Linked DNA regions of Gossypium arboreum: region 2 is linked to region 1. A link is a contact called in public Hi-C data. All regions are on one chromosome and are shown on one strand. Each heading gives the region's core, a stretch centred on a gene start, on an enhancer-like site or on the middle of the called end of the contact. The rest is flanking DNA. Distances are from core to core; before and after follow the strand shown.

Evidence for each region. Hi-C and Micro-C count contacts between places; a contact is called where the count stands out from the background.
Region 2: a Hi-C map of leaf shows a contact between it and region 1, with 5 times the contacts expected there. The contact joins the promoter of LOC108476855 here to the promoter of LOC108477080 in region 1. A contact is called at or near these places in 2 of 5 Hi-C or Micro-C datasets (both in leaf).

Annotation. Positions count from the first base shown.
Region 1 is chr12:96,029,244-96,034,751 of ASM2569848v2, reverse strand. It overlaps LOC108477080 (high mobility group B protein 7), which reads right to left and starts at 3,663. Exons shown (of 8, transcript XM_017779522.2): 1 at 3,449-3,663; 2 at 3,247-3,329; 3 at 3,090-3,141; 4 at 2,897-3,007; 5 at 2,752-2,809; 6 at 2,614-2,658; 7 at 2,434-2,529; 8 at 1,981-2,317. The coding sequence starts at 3,573. The coding sequence ends at 2,243. TRNAT-UGU (transfer RNA threonine (anticodon UGU)) reads right to left here and starts at 1,381; the gene lies at 1,310-1,381.
Region 2 is chr12:96,195,124-96,201,104 of ASM2569848v2, reverse strand. It overlaps LOC108476855 (ATP-dependent Clp protease proteolytic subunit 2, mitochondrial), which reads right to left and starts at 3,928. Exons shown (of 2, transcript XM_017779217.2): 1 at 3,324-3,928; 2 at 2,569-3,233. The coding sequence starts at 3,621. The coding sequence ends at 2,797. It overlaps LOC108478075 (60S ribosomal protein L44), which reads right to left. Exons shown (of 4, transcript XM_053023581.1): 1 at 5,889-5,981; 2 at 5,135-5,314; 3 at 4,777-4,851; 4 at 4,428-4,689. The coding sequence starts at 5,891. The coding sequence ends at 4,630.

The DNA.
Region 1 (5,508 bases), core at 2,414-4,913:
TGATGTCAATTGCCTTTGCCTCTTTGATTTTTCACAGCTAAAAATTTGGGTGCAAGACAGATTGGACCCTCTCTTTTGGCAATTCAAGTAGAAGATAATATTTTGTGAGAAAAGAATATTTTAAAAATAAAGGAAGGAAAATGGAGAGGGCAGAGGCAGTGCATCCACTTCCAATTGTCTGAGGTTCAATTTTCAGATTTGCTGCAAGGACTTATCCTCTCACAAGAAGAAGCCTTATCCCATTTGCTCTACCCTTTAACATCCTTGTTCACTTCAACAACACAAATTTCATTAAGAATCAATATCCATTCCAGCAACTCTTGGCACTGTCATTCTTAGATTTAAAAATAAATAAATAACCAAAACATATGTATTAAAAGAATAAGAAAATGATTCAAAAAGAAATGATCATGAAATAGATTGATAAGTATTTGGACATCCCCATGAGACATAGAATTCACAATGTTATCTTCCTTGGTTCAATTCAGTTTGTATTTTCAATTCATGGACTAGATTTGGTTGAGACTTTGATTGTTTGACCGACGTCCTTGGACTATCCAAGTTTTGAAGTTTTTGATGATATATCCAAGGCTGAAATGAAAAACTTTTTAAAATTTTTCATTTCATAAAAGATTTCACATTATATTATTTTCTCTACTCCAAGATTAAATCTTTATATATTTTAAAATTAATAAAAATAATTGTTTTGTACTAGTTTTAAAGGGATTTAATTAAATAATATAATATTAATTTAAAATATGATTTAAGTCAATCTGAATTTTTTACCATATTCACAAAGGTGATATTAGTTTTAAAATGAACACAATATATATAGTGTTAAATATTCTTCTTATTTAAAAGATTTTAGAAGTATGTTAAAAATATTAAAATGAGAACTTTTAAATATTCTTTTGAAAATTTTAAAATTAGAAAACTCATTCACAAATTTTATAAATATTAAAAGTTAAATATATTAATTTTTAAAATTCGATCTAAAATGAAAAATTTTGATAGCGGAAAATCAGTAACGGGTCACGCCTAATTCTGGAATTTAGTTGTAATAACCTGCACTTTGATAATCTATTCATCCTTTGTCCAAAAATAAGAGTCTAAAATCAATGTCCATAAATCTTTTTTTTTTTTTTCATTTTCGTCCTTTAAAGTTCTTTGTTTTTTTTTTTTTTTGCTTAGATCACAACTAAAGTCATCAACCGTTTAACGATTCAATACTATTACGTTAAAAATGGTTGGCATATCTCTCACCTCTACCTACCCGAGCTATGTAACTTTGATGATGTTATAAAAAATTTGCCCCCATGCAGGATCGAACTACAGACCTTCAGTTTACAAGACTGACGCTCTACCACTGAGCTATAGGGTCTTCGAATTGCTATGACCATTTTTTTTCCTTAGAGAACGTATGTTGACTTGAAAGGGAAGCAAAAAGGCAAATGTTGATACGAGCGGGGCACCGGGAGCAGCTTGGAGCAACTCAAAGCATGGATGTTTTCAAGGTTATTTGTTCCATTCTAGGACTGTTTCCATTGCCTTACAGCTACCCCTGTTCTTCCTGCTTTCAAAAGCCAAAATCTTGAATGTCACTACAAAAATAAACCATCTTCATGGAGAGGATGTTTCAAAACTGCATATCTCTTTAAACTCCACATGCTGGTTACTTCTAGGAACCACATATTTAACGCCATCCCTAAAAGTTTTAGGGCCAACTGGCCAAACCTTAATCAATGGTGGAAAAGTTCCATGGTCCAACTTCATTTTCCGACTAAAGCAGTTCATTTTTCCCCCACATTCAACTCAATTTCATTTAATAACATTAATTAAGGAACATTGTTTATTGTTCATGTACACTACGTTAATGCACCAATTCAAAGGTCTAATTTTACCAACTTGCATTACCATTGCATTTCCACAATCAAATACCATGAAAGAACCTATCTTCAACAATGTAGATGGAAGGCCACCTTTAAAGATCATATTTCGTTATCATTACTGACAAGTCATAAGCATTACAGGAGAAACTGCTTCAGCATTCACATATCAAACAAGACAAAAATAATAACTTGATTGGAGAAGAGACAAGTCAAGCTGATTCTCCAACGCATCTAGACACCTACCAGAAAACATTAGCTCCAAAAATTGAATGAAAAATTTACACTCCCTCCCAAACCCCCGGGCAAAATAAGAACAAATTCTTGGGGGAACTCGAAAAGAACTATGCCTTCAACTAGTAATCATCCAACACTTCCTCCTCTGTTGCCTTTTCAGCAGCAGGGGTTTCCTTGTCTGAACCTCCTTCCTCCTAATAAAAAAAATCCAAATGAGAGGTTAGGCATATTGTCACAATTCGCAACAAATGGGTAAACGTAAGAAACAGAGCACCAAATGGTTTGAGGAGAAGGGTGAATGAAGCCTTACTTCCTCATTTTGATGGTCAGCATTCTTAGCCTCCTCCATTGCCTTTTCATACTCTGCTTTCAGCTCAGCTGCTTTATCCACGTAACACTTCTTTTCCTGATTGAAGTCAAGTTCATTAGCAAACTCAGTTTTTAATCTATAACCAATTTATAATCATAATAATGAATATTAACAACTTACTTCTTCTGACATAGATTTCCATTTCTCACCACCTTCCTTTGCAACCTAAATTTCATCACAGAAACGTTATAAACTTACCATTATTTAATAATAAAATTGAAAAAATAATAATATTCAACCATGGTGAGAAATGAGTACCCCTGTAACACCCTTTGCATCTGGGTTCGCTTCCTTGTAAGATTTCCTAAAGTCGTCCCTGGAAAGGAAAAAGAGAAATCCCGTTAATTAAAGGCCACATGGAACTAACTCGTGAACAAAAAGAGGGTAAACAAAGAGTCATTACATGAACAAGAAGAAGGCGGTGGGAGGGCGTTTGGGGGCATTGGGATCTTTTCCCTTCTTCAACTTCTTCGGCTTTTTAGGATTTGACTCTGTTGTTGCGGGAGGCTTCTTCCTGAAAATTCATCGGAAACATATAAGTAAACCAAAAGTGAAGAACAAACTCCCCAAGGAAGGCCGATGAAAGTAAACAATACCTTTCTGCAGGCTTCTTCTTGGCTTCAGCAGGCTTCTCTATAACTTGAGACTCTAAATTAGAAAATAAAAATAAAGTAAAACTAATTATGAAAAATTCCCACCACCAGTAACCTAATTTAAGTTATATTAATTAGACTTGGAAACGAAGAGGCTAACCCAAATTCATTTTGATTTTAGCTTCAAGGCTACAGCTATGCATATTGATAAGAGCCATGGGTACGGTTTTGTTACACTCATCACTGCAATTTCAGGGTGTGAAACGAAACAAAGAAAATTTAGTAATGAATATACAAAGATGTGAAAATACCCAGAAAGGAAATCAGAATAAAAAACATAGAACAAGAGAGAATGAGATTACCATTTGGCAAAAGCACTGCCATCTTTAGCGCGAACAAGAGAGGAGGCAGGGGCAGGGGCAGGGGCTGAAGCAGCGTCGACTCTCTTCCTAGGCTTTGGTGGATTGGATTTGGACCCGCCTGCCATTATCTTTGTTTTTCACTGTAACACTCACAAAGAACGAAAGAGGAGTTTCTTGATTGAAGGGAACCAATAAATGGAGAATGCGATTTCGATGGGTTGTTTGGGGAGGGGGAAACAATTAATAGTAGCAGAAAAGGCAAAAAAATAGAGGGAAATGGAAAATGGGGTTTCGATATTTTGGCGCCAGCTTAGAAGCGCGCCTTTGCTTTTCTTTTATTCCCAACATTTTTGGATTTTGGAGCTGGGAGGGAGGTTGAAAATTTTGAACCAAATTTCACTAGGATTCATGAGTTGGCTCCATTAATCACCCTACGACGTAGAAGCAAAGCTTTGGGCCAAGAGTTTCGGCCTCAATTAGACTCTTATTGCTGGGCTAAGTTGGCACAAAATTGAAGAGGGGTTGTGTTTCAATTCAGATTGAGCTCCGACTCAATTTTCCAAGTTGATAATATTTTTATTTATGGTCAAGTATGCTTAAATCCAGACCATCAACACCTCTAACCTCTACGTCCATTTTCTTTAAAGTGGATTGTAGCAGTGTAGGTGAATCTAAACTATTATTTTCTCTATTTTTTTAACAATTAATTAATCAAAAATGTATATTTGATATATGTGAGAGTATCATATTATTCTAAATTTAAATTTATAAAAATCTAGACTTTTTTTCTTATTTGATCATACTAGTAGGATCACCCGCAATTCACAGCTTGCTGATATTCAGTAATTATACATTGTTAGAGTTGAGATTCAGAAGCGCTGAAAACAAATTCTAAAAAAAAAAAAGGGATGAGTGAAAGGAAAGTAGAAAGTCTAGATTTTGAGGATTTCCCTGGATGAAGTTGGTAGTAAATAAAGGATACACAGGTTTGATGGGTAAGCATAAGAAGTTATGGATAGATTACCTGGAATGCAAAATGCTTTGAACACAGGTCCTTATCAGGTGTGGTTGTAAATTCCCTATTTCTCAGTTTCAAAAGCTTTGATAAAATGGATGAATAAAATGCATGCAAGACATTTGTTAGCTTCACATTAAACAATTTGACACTTACTTAACCACATCTCTTTCCTCATTTTTTATTAACTCATTCCTCTTTCTCAAACCTCTCACCAATTCCTTTTTACTGCTCTCTGAATTACATTTTAAACAATGGACAAGTATCAGGTTTTTATATCTTGTGGGTTTTTTTGTTTTTTTTTTAATATATAGTAGAGAAACCCCAAAATGGCAAAATAACATCATCTAACACCAGCCGAAGCTTCTTCTCTTCTTGTAAAAATCTTGGGTAGAGAAAAATAAGCCTAATAGCTCCGAGCCAAGTAAATGACCCAAAATGATCTCTCTCGTGATTCATCTTTTACATTGGTACTAATTTAAGCATTGAAGACAAAACCCCGATGCCCCTTCACCATTTTATCTTCTTTGAATTGAATCATGGGGTAGACCATGATCAGAATTTGATTTTTTTTTTTTTATGGAAAAATTCTTCAAGTGAAGGCAAATATGGCCGTTTCATTTCATCGCATTTTACTTGCTTCCATACAAAACCAGTACTGCCATTAGAAATGGATCCAAATCAATTTTGATTGGAAAGAATGCCCCACAATTGTTTTTAGTAAAGTTGAAATTGAAAGAGATGCAGAAGATTTTTTATTTTTTTATTTTTTTACCAAAGGATCAATAATAGAAAGAAGAAAGTAGACAAGAGACACAAAATTTTAAACTTTGAAGAGGTCAAATGCCGGTGTATTTAGATTCCTCTACCTCAGAGTACTAATATTTTGCCTCCTTTTTTAACTGTTTGCCCCAAATTAGTTAAAACCCCCATTAATACCAAATCATCACAAAATCACATCTTGAAGGCGTTAAATGGCGGTTTAAGTTTAAAACAACCATGCATCCTTATAGAATCTACACATCTGATGGCTTCTCAACACAAT
Region 2 (5,981 bases), core at 2,679-5,178, 170 kb before region 1:
TTCTTGTTTGCTAATGATTGTGTGAATGAAGTAGCTTGTCGCCTCTTAGAAGTTGCCTTCTTTTAATTTACTGAAAATTTCTACTTGTTCCATTCATCAACACAATTTGCCTCTTAAGTAGAAAATAAAATAAGACGCAGAACCTAAATTCATGTTCTTATAAGGATAACAAAGTACCCTAATATCAGGGAAGTTTTATATAAACTAATAAAGAAATTACAGAAAACAAAATCTCAATTAGTACCCTCTTCTTGCTTCTTAAATGATGCTTTGCCCACAAGGACATCGGATGACCTTTTTTTTCTTCTTCCCAAAAATCTTGCTTAAAAAAACAGCAATTTTCAATTTTGAAGTGAAAAGTATCTTTGGAAGTTGATTCAATTTAATGATAAATTTAACCACTAATTTCTATATGTTTTATCAAAATAACCCTAATTGTATTTTTTAGTCTTTTTTTGCCATTAACTTTTGTTCTTTTCTTCAATCTGTTTTTTCTAATAGATTTAATGAGAGTACCGTTAAAAAAATTAACGGCAATGATGTGAAATTTCATGTGGAATATTTTAGATAAACCAATAAAATAATTACAGATGAAAAATAATAAAATAAATAATACATTAAATTTAAAAATAACTCATAATTTAAATAAAATAAACTTAATTATCTAAAAAATTAACTCAAGAGAAAATTTTCTCAGAGACAAATATATGAAAGATTAATACATTTTATTTATTAAATCTGTTAAGAAAAACAGATTGAAAAAAGAACGAAAGATTGATGGCCAAAAATGGCTCAAAAATATAATTAAGATTATTTTAACTAAACATGCAAACGTTAATGGCCAAATTTATCATTAAGCCAACCCACTAAACCAACAATTACAGCGGTTCCTTCGTATCCTCTGGTACCACTTTCGGTTCAGTATTCTCTATTTTCAACTAGAAAAGCTTTTTGCATCGATGGCTCGACACAAACAACAAATCACAATTGTATCAAAGGCCTTTTGCACATCATCTCGAACGAAGAAAAGAAATGCATTACTAGATGCAAATGTAGCCTAAGTTTGTGTGTCTAGAAGCGTCTTTGTCGATGTTTACATAATTGATAAAATCAAAACTGTGCCTCCACTAACACGTGGAAGAAGGCACCTAAAAGACAGTATTCTAGTTGGCAAAGAATTTTTCATATCTATGGAGTCAAACAAAGAGATCATTCAATCCATTGTATGTCAGGAAATCAATTTTGATGTATTTTTGGCACTATTCCCCCCACCCATGTTGCCATCGTGGACCATTGTATGCCCACTGCTACTTCTACCATTGGAACCAACACCAGAGTCTGCAACCTGGTCGCTTGTGCAGTTTGAAATGCCTTGGTTAAAAGTTTTTGCCTGTTTTCCATGTGAGAACTCGTGAAGCAAAGGCCTACATTAGCTCCAGCTTCGCATCAACTCGTCACTTCCTACGAAGCAAGTTCCGAATTTTCTCATCAAAAGTTTTCTTGTCCATGGTGCCAGGATCTAATGCCAAATTCTTTTGGCTGGAGTCTAGGATCGAGTCAATTGACGTGTAACTTTGTTCAAAGGAGCCATGCCTCTTGGAATTCTAAAGGAACTGCCTAGCTTTAATTTACTGGAAATTTCAACTTGTTTTATTCATAAATAATTTTCATCTATAGTTTATAAATTGGGGAATAAGATGCCAAAATCCTAACTTCAAGTTCTGACAAGGAAAACAAAATATGACATCAAGGTATCCTGATATTAGGAAAGTTCTATTTAAACCAACAAAGAAATTCTAGGCAACAAAATTAGAATTAAATCCCCTCGTCTGTTGTCCGTTTCTTGCGTCTGACATAGTGCTTGCCCACAAGAAGATCGGAAACATTATACTCTTGCCTACTAGCTGCCTCAAGATGTTTCTCTTTCACTTGGAAACCTAAGAAGCTAAGAAACGCAAGATATCTCAGACTAACTAACCTACCTTTATCCTACTGCATAATGTCCTTGAAAGATCTTCTCCTAAGTAATTGGCAATTGAAAATATAAATCCAGAGATAAACAACCAGTAGAAGCTTCATCACACATGACATGGAAACTAAAATGCAGGTGAACAGGTCAAGATCCTGGCTTATATTAGGCTCAACACATCTAAACAACAATACGTATATAGAGAAAGAGATTCATTCACTAAATCAAATGAAGAGGACAAGGAAAACTCTGTGTGCACTTAATGGTTTAATTTCCAGGGTAAGCAGATAATTTAGAGTATATTTTCAAAGCCAACAAGAGCTGCAAGAGAGAAAATGGGTGGACAAAGGTTCAATCAGGGAAGGTGGAAACTAAACATATTTTAATCATGTTGAAGGTATTTAGAGACCACGAAATGTGATGCCTATATTTAGAGACATCAAACATTCATTTTTGTTTCCAATCCAACTTATTGTGCAAATAGAAGCTTATCTACATTCAGAGAAATTAAAACAGGACAACCATCGACATAGCCTCAAAGCTAAAGCATTAAGACCATGCATCCAATACCAATAGATATAATCCTCAGTCATGTCTACTTTCCAATAAAGTGCACATCCCTTACTCAAATAAAAACGTTTTCGAGCAAAACTTGATGCATATGATCTCAAAAAAAGAAAGTACTGATTGAAATATTAGCTAGCAAGCTACCTAAATCTCAGAAATTAATTCCAGAAGCATAACATCAATCAACAGCTAAAAGAGAGTTAACCATAAGATTGAAGAACAGTAACAATTAATCAAGAAAGAGCTTACTGCCTCTAATCCTAATTGGAGCCTTTATCTTTGCTGTCTTTGCTATCTTTGGGTTCATTAGCAACAGCATCAGTGACCAAAGCCATTGGCCTTTGATCAATTACTTCATCAATCAACCCAAACTCTTTAGCCTCTTCAGGGGTCATAAAATAATCCCTATCCATATTCTTCTGAATTATATCAATTGATTGCCCTGTATGCTTGCAATACAAAGCATTCAATGAATCCCAAACGCGAACAATCTGCTTAGTGTGAATGGTCATATCTTTAGCCTGCCCACTGTATCCACCAGAAGGCTGGTGAATCATGATGGTGGCATTGGGGAGGGACCGCCTTTCACCCTTTGCTCCAGCAGCTAAAAGGAGAGAAGCCATGGATGCAGCTTGCCCCAAACAGATTGTGTTGATTGGAGACTTAATGTACTGCATCGTATCATAAATTGCAAGACCTGTACCAAGAACAACACTAAAAATATTATGGAGAATTGTGATAGAAATGGGTATTATTGGAGATTGGAAAGTGAGAAAAAAGGAAAGACCTGCAGTGACTTGACCGCCAGGGGAGTTGAGGTACATGTTGATAGGCTTGGATGGGTTTTCGGATTCGAGGAAGAGGAGCTGAGCCACAACGACGTGGGCGGTGTCGTCGTTGATGGGTCCATTGATGCAGACGATCCTTTCCTTGAGGAGACGAGAGAAAATGTCGTAAGCCCTCTCGCCGCGGGAAGAGTGCTCGATCACCATGGGTATCAAGCTGAAGGAACGGGAATGGGTGGCCACGGCGGTGGCGCTAGTGCAAGAAATGAGGCGTTTGGTGGTTGAAAATAGGGTCCTCATGGCTGCCTCCACAGGAGATCGGGCTAGGGATTTTAGAAAACGCCAAAGGACCGATGCCCAAATTAAGATAGGTTTCTCTTGCTATAGTAAGCACAACCAAACTATTCACTCAGTTTTTGTTTATCAGAAGAATGCTACTGCAGCAGCCAGCAGCTCATAAATGGATTATATGCGTATTTATATCTGGATAATTTACTCAATGCTTGAATATTACCCAATTCCAACTTACTATTCAAACAGCTTCACCAATTCCAATCCAGTTAATCTCAAACCCAAAAATAAACAACAACAACAGTTGTGGTTAAATAAATAAATAAATAAAAACTAAACTAAATATCTATGATGATCCCTCAAAAACCCTATGCCAAGGATAAATCTATCCTAGTATTAAAAAAGCGAAACTTTAACTGTTTTGAGGCTTAAATTTTATTTATTCAAATTAATCCTTCAATTTGTCAATTATTTTCATACTAAATCATAAACTTAATAGTTATTTTCATATTAAAGTTTAAATTTTTAAAAATATTATGGTACAAATCCGAAAAATTTTCAAGATAAAGAAAAAAGTTCAAACTTTTAATGCAAGAAAAATTGTCAAATTTAATTAAACCGAAAAATAATCAAACTTTAATGTGAAAAAATTCCAAAAAGATCTAACTCCGCAAAAAGAAATAAAATATCCAACTGTTTTACTTAATTAATCAGATTGTTTTGCGTTGAGATCTTATTTATCTTTCAATTTCCAGAGCTAAAATGGATCAAGAGTGCTAAATTCAATTCCTCGTTCATGAAAAATATAGCAAAGATTATTGAAGTTCCAAAAACAATTAAATTAAAATACAGTATTTAAAACAAATGGCGACAATGAGATCAAACGATGCCATTAACTATTAAGTGCTTAAAGAACACCATATCCCTCGGAAAACATTACATTAGAAAAACAAAAATTCCATACTGTCTTAAAAGGTTCCCAACAACATGACATGACATGAAATAAATAAACACCATTTAGAAAAGAGATGTTCCCTTCCCCTTCTTGTCGCCACCAATTTCAAAATGCTTGCACCTCTGCAACAACACAAGACACAAACACCAACACATTAGCTCATCAAGCAAACACATTGGTCAACAAAGGGTTTTTCTCAATGCACAAACCTTGATTGGATGTTGGGATACATGCTTGCAACCCTGGCATTGCAGCCTCAGCACAATCTTCTTGGTGGTCTTGGCCTATTCAAACCATACAATGCCATTAATATTATATAACATGCTAGGAGTCTTGAGAAATAGCAATGATCAGAATGACAAAATGAGTTAACTAAACACTCCTTACTAACTAGTACCAGAAGATGCAGAATAAGATATTAGATCCTCTCTCAGCGTATCGAGAAATAGCAATAACTAAACATCCTTTACTAACTAGTATCAGAAGATGCAGCATAAGAATTCTAGATATTTTGGTTATATAACTAATCACCAAGCAAGAGACAAAAGACAAGGGAAGAGGAATTACCTTCTTGTGGAACACTGGTTTGGTCTGACCACCATAACCTGATTGTTTGCGATCGTAACGGCGCTTCCCTTGAGCAGCCAAACTATCTTTGCCCTTCTTGTACTGTGTAACCTTGTGCAAAGTGTGCTTCCTGCACTCCTTGCTCTTGCAGTAGGTCTTCTTCGTCTTAGGTACGTTCACCTAAAATAATACAAAGCCACACGTATTCTCAAAATAAAATCCAAATGTAATAAATTTATCAACTCCTTTCTGCAATAAATACATAGATTACACTTCATTGACAACAAAGAAAAAAACAGCTCAGCCACGAACAACATTTACCCTAACTTTGCAACCTCATCGACAAATTTCATATTAGGATTTCTAAGAGAAACCCAATGCTGAAGTCCTTATTAACTAACAGATTTGAAACATCCTAAAGTTATCATTGATTAACCAAAATAGTATAAAATACAGATATTTAAAAGAGATGTCTTGGAAACAATACAAAACTAATAACTTAAGTACCATATCGATGGGAAAGACTACGCTAAATGCCAAATAGACATAATTTCACCATAAATTTTCTCAGAAAAAGGAAAATGAAAATGAAAACGAAATCCCAAACTTTTCATCCCAATTCTCCCAACCCAAATGTTCTTATAGAATCTTTATCCTATTTGATAAACTCCATTTTGAAACACTTTTATGGAAAGAAAAAGTAGATCCAAAATGGATTCCCAGAAGATAAAGGAAAACAAACCCGGGGAAGTACCATGGCTGCGGCTGAAGATGAGAGTACCCGAGCTCTGTTTCGGTGAGGATGGTAAAATTAGGAGTCCGCCAGTCTAACCTAATAAATATACTG